3 separate regions of the Zea mays genome follow, and all the other regions are linked to region 3. Evidence: chromatin contacts called from public Hi-C data. All regions are on one chromosome and are shown on one strand. The core of a region is the stretch at or near the end of the contact, and the rest is flanking DNA. Distances in the headings are between cores, read along the strand shown.

Region 1 (3,287 bases), core at 347-2,846, 470 kb after region 3:
CAACTTCACTAGTATAACCCACATAAATGGGCTTAAAATATAGGGCTTAAATAATAAAAAACGGCTCCAACAGTACTCTATTTTACAAATTTTTATCAAACAAATATAGGACATACCATGAAGTGACCCAAATGTACTACACCCCATGTTAGTGATCTATCCTTGTTTTCTACATTATTCTTAGCATTTTTTTATTAAAAAAAATGTAATTTACTTCCTAAAATACATGATTTAGGACTTAACTATTGGACCTCAATTTGTTTTTAGTGTTCTAAACACTTTAAATAATGTAGTGTTTTAATTTTTAGGACACTATTTCGAGACACCTTATTGAAGAAGCTCTTTGACACATCTTAAGGCATGGTGCATTAATATGCAGGGTACATGCCCTAAATGAAACCTCCAAAGAGTTCACAAATCTATGTAGAATAAAAGGTTTTGTGTGACGTTGGAGGCTCAATTTATTATTTACTCGAGTAAAGTGCACTTCCGGTCCTTAAATCTGTCTGGCTGTGTCAATCTGATCCATAAACTTTTAAAGTATGTCTTTTAAGGGCTTAATCTCTGTTCGATTACATCCTAACGGGCTGTCGTGGCTTATATGTCAGTCGTTGTGGTCTGTTAGACCCCCACCCCATCCACCCTTCTCTCTTCTTCCTCAACGACTGCATGTGGGCCACAGCAACCTGTTAGGACTTAATAGAGACTCAAACAGAGATTGAGCTCTTAAGAGACATACTTTAAAATTTGATGTACAGAATTGACACAGCAGAAAAGTTTAAGGATCAGAAGTGAACTTTACTCTTATTTACTCCACGGTCCCAAATTGTAAGGAGTTCTAACCTTTTACTGATCCAAATATTATATATCATGTATGTGGTTTGAATATGTGTCTAGATTCATTAACATGGATATGGATGTAGACGGGAAAAAGAGAGCCAAAACCCCTTACATTTTGGACGGAAGGAGTACTCAATCAAAAGGCAACAGTAGCAGCTAGGATATGTCAAGAGTTTCGGCTCGGATCCGTGAACTGAAGGGTGACAGGTTGGGCTCATATATAGATTTACGTAACATCTAAGTGGCTAGCACTAGTCACCGAATTAATTTACCAATTACATGAGCATGCGGCGGCCCTCGGTCGGAGGATTTGTAACGGAAAAGAGAAACAGTGGGATGCGATCAGGGGAAGAGGATAGAAGGACGAGGGAGGGCGAATCTGAAGAGAATGAACGCACCCCCAGAATTCCTCGACGGTGGAGAAGGTGTGTATGGGGCGGATGGAGCTCCCCCAGGCGGCCTGCTTGGACTTGCTCTGCGGGTTGTCGAACCAGAAGGTCCAGGAGTGCTCGAGCGGGTGCGTGGCGGGCGGGGAAGGAGCGCAGGCGAGGTCGGTGATCTCGCCCTCCTCCCTGTCGTCGTCCTCGGGCGCGGGGCGGCCTCGGGAGCCCGCGGAGGCAGGCCTGGTGTCGGTCTCCTCGGCCATGGCGTGGCGGCTGTGGTGAGAGAGGCTTTTCTTTACGCCGGGCGGACGGAGACGGAGACGGAGACGGAGAACGCGGGGCCGCCGCCTCGCTTGTCTAGGTTTCCTTTCCCTTTGATCCCTTCAGTTCTCCTCCTCTCTTCTCATAGAAATGGGCCAGGCCAGGCCAGGCCCATGGTAGGTGGTTGGGATAGACCAGCTTCTCGTCAAATTCATTATAACACTGTCCGAATTGTAGATTTATGAAAAAAAATATTCAAAGGATTAGATTCACTGTCAAAAAACTGGAATCTCAACAAAATAGGTACAACAGCAGAATAGATTCTTAAAAATCTATAAATTCCTCTAGTCTAATTTAGAATCACCCCTTACCTTAGACTTTCCATATTTCTATTATTCGTATTACAAGCTATCATGCTCTTATAGAATTATATTTTAGCTTTTCCAAAACGACCAGCTCGCGGCAGTTTTCTCATAGCTCAAAGCAAGGTTTAAAATAGCGGGCTATGCAAACTAGCGGCAACATTTTTTTAGGCTACGAGGCTATAGCGCAGGTATAGCGTAGCTATAGCAAATAGTGGATTTGTAAAAAATAACACAGACATAGTCAATAAGACTGACAATAACACAGTCAAAGTTGGAGTTGTACAACCATCCAACAATTGTAGCATATGCAGCAATGCAGCATTCAATCAATAGTTGACATTGTGACACCTTAGCAAACACCAAACAGCGAGCAGCTGTAGACTGGAAAGCAGCTTAATAAAGCGGTAAAGCCTTAAACAAACAACACAGAGGCCAAAAGAGTTTAGCAGCAAACAATTCAATAGTTCCAACTTTTAAAATACTACTTACTACAATAGCAAACAAGTAGTTCATCAGTTCACCAAGGTAGCATTGTAGCAAGTTAGCTACATAATACCATGATCCAGACATCCATTACATAACAAAATTATTATTAGTGCAATAGTGTAAGTGAACTACTACTAGTGCATTCTATTCATCAAACACGGAGTTATCCGAATCAGAAGAATGAGAACTTGAGGACTCTTGATCCATGTCAACATGTGCATCATCTTCTTCTGAATCAGAGGATGAAGCAAGCTTAGGTTCATCATCATTGCATTCATTAATATCAATGAGCTTCCTTGTCCTTGTCTTTCTTCTAGGCTGAATTTCTCTCTTCCTTTTTCCCGTTTCTATTGTTGTCCTTGATGACTGACCTTGTGCATTTGTAGCTTCAACAAATTCAGTGTTTTGTGCTTGTTCTTGTTCAATTGATGCAACTCTAGTGATCCACTCATTGCCACTATCTTCTAGGATATCAGGAACCTGCTTCTCAATTGGGTCTCTTGATTTGTTCTCTTTTTTTTGCTTCAACTTTGAGTTAAATTTGACGAACACAAGGTCCCTCATCCTATCATGGAGAAGTATGCTCCTTATCTTTGAGTCAACCTATAAAGATTTATAGAAACCATGACCATTTTAGATAAGTACATAAGAGACAACTCTACTGCTCTAGTAACAAGCAATTGTGAAAATTGCACAATCTGTTCTTACCTTTTCAAAATCACTCCAATTCCTTTCACATGCTGATGAGCTACATGTTAAGCCTAAAATTTTTATTGCTAGCTTTCTAAGATTTGGAGAACTATTTCCATGGTTCAACCACCATTTAGCTGCATAAAAAGTAGAGTATCAGTATTTAGATTGGCCTAATGAATACATGTGAAATTAGGCTAATGAAAAGAGAAGTCAGATTTTCAATCACTTGGATTAAAATTTTCATTCCTCCTCTACCTTG
Region 2 (3,486 bases), core at 752-3,251, 300 kb after region 3:
AGTCGCGCCCTACCCGGTCGTGCCCCTGCTTCCTGTCCGCCACCGTTCGTTGTAACACCCCTGGTGTTACGATAATTAAAACCTTGTCATGTCATCATCTGCACTTGCATTAACTGCTTGATACACCTAGAATGCATTTACTAGGTCAAAAATTTTCAAAAGTGTGATGATTGTATATTGATTATAAGACTTAGTTTAAGGACCTAAGCTAAACAGGAGTAGGTCATCTCTTAAGCAAGTAAAAAATTGAGTTGGAGTCTTAAGTGCTAAAGGTAAGTTTTTAGAGCCTAGAGTGGCCTTGTTTTGGAATGATGGTCAAGTGGAAGAAGCACTTAAGGAGCTGGAATAACTCCAAGCCTTAACTTGAGCTTTGCTTGGAATAGATGGTTAAGTAAAGAAAATTCTAAACCAGGACATTTTGGATATGAGCTATGTGTATCAAAGATTAGGTCTTGAGCTAGAGAGTAACTTTGCTTTAGTTGGAGGGATCAGAAGGATGAATCACTGGAAGAATCAGTAGCCACATTTGAAACCCTAAAAGTAGCCCAAAAGAGGAATTCAAAATCTAGAAAGAATTTGGCAAAAGCCCATATATCAAAGTTGTGGATCTTGGAAAAGTGAATAAATTTCTTATTTGGAGGTTTCCATGTTTTATAGAGAAATTTGGAGTGATTCATAAAAGTTCAGTTTTGGGGTCAGATTAGGATTTCTGAAAATCATATCAACTAGTCAATTTTGGTCCTTTATAACTTCTGATCTATAAACATTTTAAAGGTGGTCATTGTAACAAAGTTATAGAGCTATGTGAGGAGTGTGACTTTGATTAAGTAACCTAGCCTTAAATCTATATAGAATTTAGAGAAAAACTGGTCCAAAGTAGAGCTAACAGAGTTTCTGGATTTCAGACTTAGTAGAGTTCAGAGGCTGAATTTCAGTATTTGGATCCAACTTTGGGCCTTGATATTTTGGAATCCAGGAGGTTGTGGTTAATGAACACTATACCAAACTCGTATAGAAATGATAGGAGAACAATTCTTATTGAGTGATATAGCCCCAAAGCTATATTCTACTGGTAGAAAAGATAGTCCAAAGATTGATTGACAGTTTTCTGAGTTTTCAGACTTACAACAGTAACTGAACCTGAAGTTAGTGTTTGATAGCAGTTTTGGGCGCTTGTTTGTGACTAATCCCTAAGTATTTGGGCTTAGAGATCCATAAAGGGATTGAAGACCATCTGTTGGTGAATAACTTTCCTTAAGTGAGCTTGACATGACCCTATACAAAATTTGGAGTAAAACTTGCCCAAAAAAGGGACTGTCAGTGTGCATAAACTGAATTTTTGTGCGGATCACTGAAACCTGAATTTATAGTTTGGTGCTCTGTTTGGAGCTCTATTGTGCCAAATCCTGGTAGTTTTGGACAAAGAACTTTATAGAAAAATGGAAGACCATATCTAGGAGAACAAACTTATTAAAGCAATGTTGGGTTGGTGCTACACAAATTTGGGAGAGAAGTTAGTTCCAAGATGGGCTGTCAGGTTGCTTTGACTGAAATTTTGTTCAGTTTCTGAAACCTGAAATTCAGTGGATGGTGCCTAGTTTGGAGCTCTTTTGTGACCGGTTCCTAAGGTTTTGGACTATAGAATTTGTAGAGAAGTTGAAGGTCTTATATTAGGAAACAAGTTTCTTATGGTGAGTAGGCCTAGTGCTGTGCAAAAATTTGGAATAAAAGGTACCCAAAACCCTTTCTGTCAGACATATAAATGTTTCAGTTAGCTGAACCAAAATCCAGTGAATGGGGCTCACTTTGAGCATTTGTAACTTCTGTTATGCATATTTTTAACCTTCGATTTTTGTATAGAAATGAAGAACTATAGATAATGAGTAAGTTTCTTGTGTTAAGGGCAGTGAGTTGCTATAAGAAGGATGGAGTATTAGGACCCTGAAATGCCTCTGTCAGTCCAGTGGGTTGAAATTCAGTTGGTTCAGTATTGGGGCATGTGTCTGAAGAAGATTCCAGTCACTGTGTCGCTTTTGTTGTTTCTGTCAAACGGAGTATGAGGAGGGGTGTTAGCACTTTATGAAAGGATGAGCTTGGACTTCAAATATCTGGGACCAAAGAGCTCAAACCTTATCCCAACTGCTGACTTAGTTATTGCTGTGCTGCTCTATCAAAACCCCACTATTTTTTTAGTCTCTCCTCGCTGTAGCTTGCCCTTACATGGGTGTGGATGCCTGGGCCACGTGCTCAGGTCCATGCAAACTTTAGCCATAACCTGTACATGTCGAGATAGTAATGGATGTTAGAGCTGCTTCGGTTTATACCTTGCTGTGGTTGCCAAGGCAAAAGGGGTGTTTCTCTTCTCCCTCGGCTTGTGCTTCTTATCTAGGTCCGGCTAGAGTTTTACCGTCCCTGTTTCTACACCGTAGTAGCTTGGTCACGCAGTTCTTTCAGTCTAAACCCACCCCTTGTCGTCGTTGCCTTCCAAATCTGGTCACCACGCCAGCCGTCGCGCTACCTCACCGAGGCCAGGATCCTTGATCGGGAACGGGGAACTTGCCGCCAGACCGCGCCGCCGCAGATCGACGTCATAGACAGCCTCATCTCCGGCCGTTCAAACCACGTCTTCCCCGAGTGATTTCGTGCACCCACCAGGAATTTGGTGAGTCTCTAATGCTCTCCGTGTACTTGGGAGAGGATCTACCGCGGGGATGTCTCGGGATCGGGTTCACCGAGCCTAGGATAGCGCCGGCGTCGTGGCTGGAACTTTGTAAAAGAGTGGAATCTGATGAACTTAAGGCATGTTTGGTTTGCTACCTCAATTACCACACTTTGCCTAACTTTTCTGCCTAAGGTTAGTTATTCAATTTAGACGACTAACCTTATACAAAGTGTGACACATTTAGCCACAAACCAAACATGCCTTTAGTGAATCTGTCAGTGAGTAAGATCAACAGTGGCAAGGGCCAATGTGGATTAGTTTGAGCGCGAAGGTCCTTTTTGCAAGATGTGTGATGCGGACGCGGGCTGTTCGTTGTAGGCAAACTCTGCCTGGGTCGGCTGGGCTAGGTTTTGGCCCAATACTGTACTCAGTTTTGTCGTTTCTTTTATCAGCAAACTTGTAAATTGAGCTAAAAATCATAGAAAAATGATAAATTAATGGGACAAATTTTGTTGGATGTCTAATTTCATGAGCTCTTTGGTAAAGTTGGTTTTAGGATTTTTAGATTAGTTAGCAAATTCTAAGTGAATTTAAGGTGCTCTTGGGAGGCCTATATTAGGGCCCGTTTGGCACAGCTCCAGCTCCTGATTCTAAGCGAGAATCTGGAGGAGCCGTGCCAAACGGGTATTTTTTAAAACTGATTCTCATGTGGAGCCGAAAGATTGGGAGTCATTTTTGTGAAGAAAGGTGAGATCTAAAAAAACCCGCTCCACCCTCCCTTAAAACAGCTCCTCAACCAACCAAATATGGACCTCCCCTTAAAG
Region 3 (3,432 bases), core at 719-3,218:
CTGCAACTGCAAGCAAATTATGAAGTTTCGGTTCTCCACAATTATATAAGGAACCAGTTCAACATAAACAGGAAGGCTAAGAATTCTATCCAGTAGAGACCAGTGCATAAAAACACATCCACACTTACAGTTTTACTTTTACCTAAACCATTTCTAATACAAATCAACCAATTCAAATTAAATTTACTTCACAGAGCTTACGTGGTCTCAAATTCATCCCAAGTCATGGTCTCAAGATCAAGAATGTGCAGATCATTCAGAAGAGATCTCCCATGACCTTCACCGCCAAAGACCACTAGAGTGTCTCCAACAAGGGTCACTGACTGACCACCACGTGAACTCTAAAGGAAATAGGAAAATTCATCACAGATTTGGGGGAAAACAACGAAAAACAAAAGCAAGCTTCAGGTAACAAGCTAATTTGTATAAATACTATAGAAGCTTTGGCAATAAAACACAGAAAAGCATAATCATACAGGTGACCTTCCATAAGTACGCAAGGTAGACCAAGTGCAGGTTTGTGGATCAAACTCCTTAACTGTCATAAATGCGCATAAGAAATAAGAACTAAGACACTGATAAATGAATAGCAAAAGATGAGTGGAATATTAGCCTAACCACTGAGACTTTCTGCAGGTTCTCTGGTATGTCCTGCAAGACATAGGATCTTATTTCCCCATTGAATCTGAAAGATATTAAAGACAGATGCAAATACAATATACAGTTATAAGCTAACCAACTGGGATAAAACTGGCTGATTCCCTAAGACTTGAGTGAAAAGAGCTTTTGGTGATTACCACTGAATGGCCAGCACATGCAGAAAACGGAACTGCTCCAGCTGATTCTGATGGTTCTGCTTGTGATTTAGCTTCCAGCTTTGACCATGACAAAGTTTTGAAGTCCAAAACCTTTAATCAGAAAAGGATTCCCGATGTTAAGATCCATGGCATTGTCAGTAAGATGAAGGTGCTGGCTCAGTACAACATCTCAATTCAAGATGGTTGTGAGAATGCCTGCCCATAAATGCAGCTATTAATAAATACAACATCTTGATGAACAATTTACCTGAATGTCGCCAAGGTAACGGCCATTGTGGTTTCCACCAAAGACATACATCTTCTGCTGAATCACCACAGCTCCATGCTGCAGTCATCACAGACAACAGGTCACTAAATGAGCTAAGTGAAATTAGGCAGTCAAGACAACCGAAGTAGACCTTATAGCGTGGTTTGGGAAGCTGGCCAGAAACAGAGAGTGGCGTCCACTGATCATAGGTGCTTATGGAGCAGAGCTGTTCCATACTAACTTCCTTGTCCTGGATATCAGCCGTCTCACCGTACTCTGGCACGACCACTTTAGGCTCCTCGGGGGCAATGCTGTTGAGGATAGCAGATCCCATGGCCACTGATTCTTTGGCAGCCTAATAACAAGATTAAGAAAATAAGTTCACCCGATCAGAGATCATATTATTACGTTAGAAAGCAGCCATAGCCATGATCACATATCCTGCCGGTCCTAATAATCAGCGTATCAAACTGTCAGAACAGCCACAGTCATGGGGCAGAAAATGCCCGCCACAACGGGATAAAAAAACAAATATGCTGCAGGGTGACGAGGTGTAAGAAATTGAAACGTCCCTCTACTTTGTGCACGGGCACTACCAAGTAACCAAAACCAAGTAGTAATGACTCTGCGTTGCTAAAGCTTGGGCGTCAGCCACACGCAACAAGCGAGAATAAGAAGTCGATAAACCAAGCGGCGGCACACGAATTATCCACTACCAATCCTCCACGAGAGGTTCACTCACCGCCCGAACCCCGGGGCCACGACAGGACCGGAGGTCTGGGCCGGCGAGGGGTGTCGAGATCTGGATGGAAGGAAGGAGGAGGATGGCGCGCACCGCGCAGTGCAGGGGTTCTAGAAGGTTCTGGATCCAGCAGAGCCTGTGGGGGGCGGAGGACAGGCTCGAGAAGTCGAGATCTGGGGGGAAGCGCTCGCTTGACGCAGCGGCGAGCCGGTGACCCGCGAAATGGGAGGCGACTTCGAGTGGACTACGATAAGATTCGTGCAGCCACGGATCAACGGGAAATAGGATTAAATTGATACATCATGTTCGTTTATGTTTTTTTTATTACCTCGACTGCAGCGTATTTTCTTAAAAAAATATCTCGTTGTTTCAAAAACTAGCATACTCACTCCGTTCCAATTTATAATTCATTTAATTTTTTACACAAATTTGACTAACTCATCTTATTCCAAAAATTACAGAAAAAACCAAAAAATCGTTGTGTTTTGTTTATTATCAAATATATTTTACATATGACTTAAGATTTTTCATTTTTTATGAATTTTTTTAATAAGACGAGTGGTCAAAGTTAGAGTTCAAAAGATCAAACGAATTATATTTTGAAACGATAGAAGTATCATATAGGTTAAACATTTTTAATAAAAATATTTTATAATTTTGTAGATATTAAATTTTATGACATATAAAGAGTTAGTAATTATGTGAAAGAAAACTATCGCTATAAAACTCACTTCTCTCTTTTTTAAACATTATTACATCATCCCAAGTGTTTATAGAATAGTTATAGTTAATAAAATATAAATATCTACTATCTATTATTAAGTCAATAATATAGACCGGTAATGACTCCACCCTTCCTCCCGCCCGCGCAAGGGTCCCTCGTCCAGCCAACCGCCCCACCCGCCCCTTCCGGTGGATTTCCTGCATCGTGCGAGCTCCCGACGGTAACAGACTTGTGTTGTCTCCCCCGCAATGCAGAACAGATCAAATAGACTACGACGCGTGATGTGTTCCGCCCGTTCATTTCTCGTGTCGTCGTAGATAAGGACATGCCTACACAGCCGCAACCCGCCTCCACGCATCTCGCCTCTCTCGGACAACTTATCACTAGATATATTTCACAGACAGCGAGCCTCCCCCCAACTCATCGGTCCCCGTGTGCGACGACGGGGCTCCACCTGACTTGTCCTGCGTCCTCCCGCTTTCCAGCGGGCAAGCCAGGCTTCGCCTCTCTATGAAGACATGGCCACCACGAGCTGGTCGCTTGGTCCGTGGGGGACAGGTCGCCGATGAAGCCAATGACAATGCTAGCGCCTAGGGGCTCCCACCATCTCCATCGAGGAGATGAACGGCCGCGACAACGATGGAGTCATAGCAGGTGCGTTGGGTTCGACACGTCCGCAGGCACCAACTATACATCAAGTTCCTCTAATTAATTAGCTAAGGGCGTCCCATATCACCCTCATGTTTGTACTATTTTTCCAGCTGATCATCCAACGAACAGGTCCTTACGGAGAGGTACTTGGAAAACGGCCTAAGTCCCCTAGAATATCACAAGTTCATCATGTTCAACATATAATCAAGATATCATCACTATATCATAAATGTTCTCACCATGTTCATTG

What was found. A called contact is a pair of places that touch in the nucleus more often than the background predicts.
Region 1: a Hi-C map of endosperm shows a contact between it and region 3, with 2.8 times the contacts expected there. The contact joins the promoter of eIF4E1 here to the promoter of LOC100272364 in region 3. A contact is called at or near these places in 3 of 25 Hi-C or Micro-C datasets (endosperm, leaf and tassel).
Region 2: a contact with region 3 is called in a Hi-C map of leaf, with 5 times the contacts expected there. The contact joins the enhancer-like site here to the promoter of LOC100272364 in region 3. A contact is called at or near these places in 2 of 25 Hi-C or Micro-C datasets (ear and leaf).

Annotation. Positions count from the first base shown.
Region 1 is chr3:134,030,159-134,033,445 of Zm-B73-REFERENCE-NAM-5.0, reverse strand. eIF4E1 (eucaryotic initiation factor 6) reads right to left here and starts at 1,596. Exons shown (of 5, transcript NM_001174185.1): 1 at 1,239-1,596. The coding sequence starts at 1,486. It overlaps LOC109945285 (a long non-coding RNA gene), which reads right to left and starts at 3,173. Exons shown (of 2, transcript XR_002268413.2): 1 at 3,044-3,173; 2 at 2,761-2,938.
Region 2 is chr3:134,203,771-134,207,256 of Zm-B73-REFERENCE-NAM-5.0, reverse strand. No RefSeq gene overlaps it. Among protein-coding and RNA genes, the nearest start is that of LOC100280769, 27 kb to the left of the region's middle. Within about 2 kb of position 2,001, at least 3 of the 20 cell types and tissues checked have an H3K27ac peak or open chromatin away from gene starts, as enhancers often do. A contact at or near this core is called in leaf, where this site is marked.
Region 3 is chr3:134,498,891-134,502,322 of Zm-B73-REFERENCE-NAM-5.0, reverse strand. It overlaps LOC100272364, which reads right to left and starts at 1,968. Exons shown (of 14, transcript NM_001359607.1): 1 at 1,901-1,968; 2 at 1,217-1,420; 3 at 1,066-1,143; 4 at 798-908; 5 at 619-685; 6 at 477-538; 7 at 202-341. The coding sequence starts at 1,399.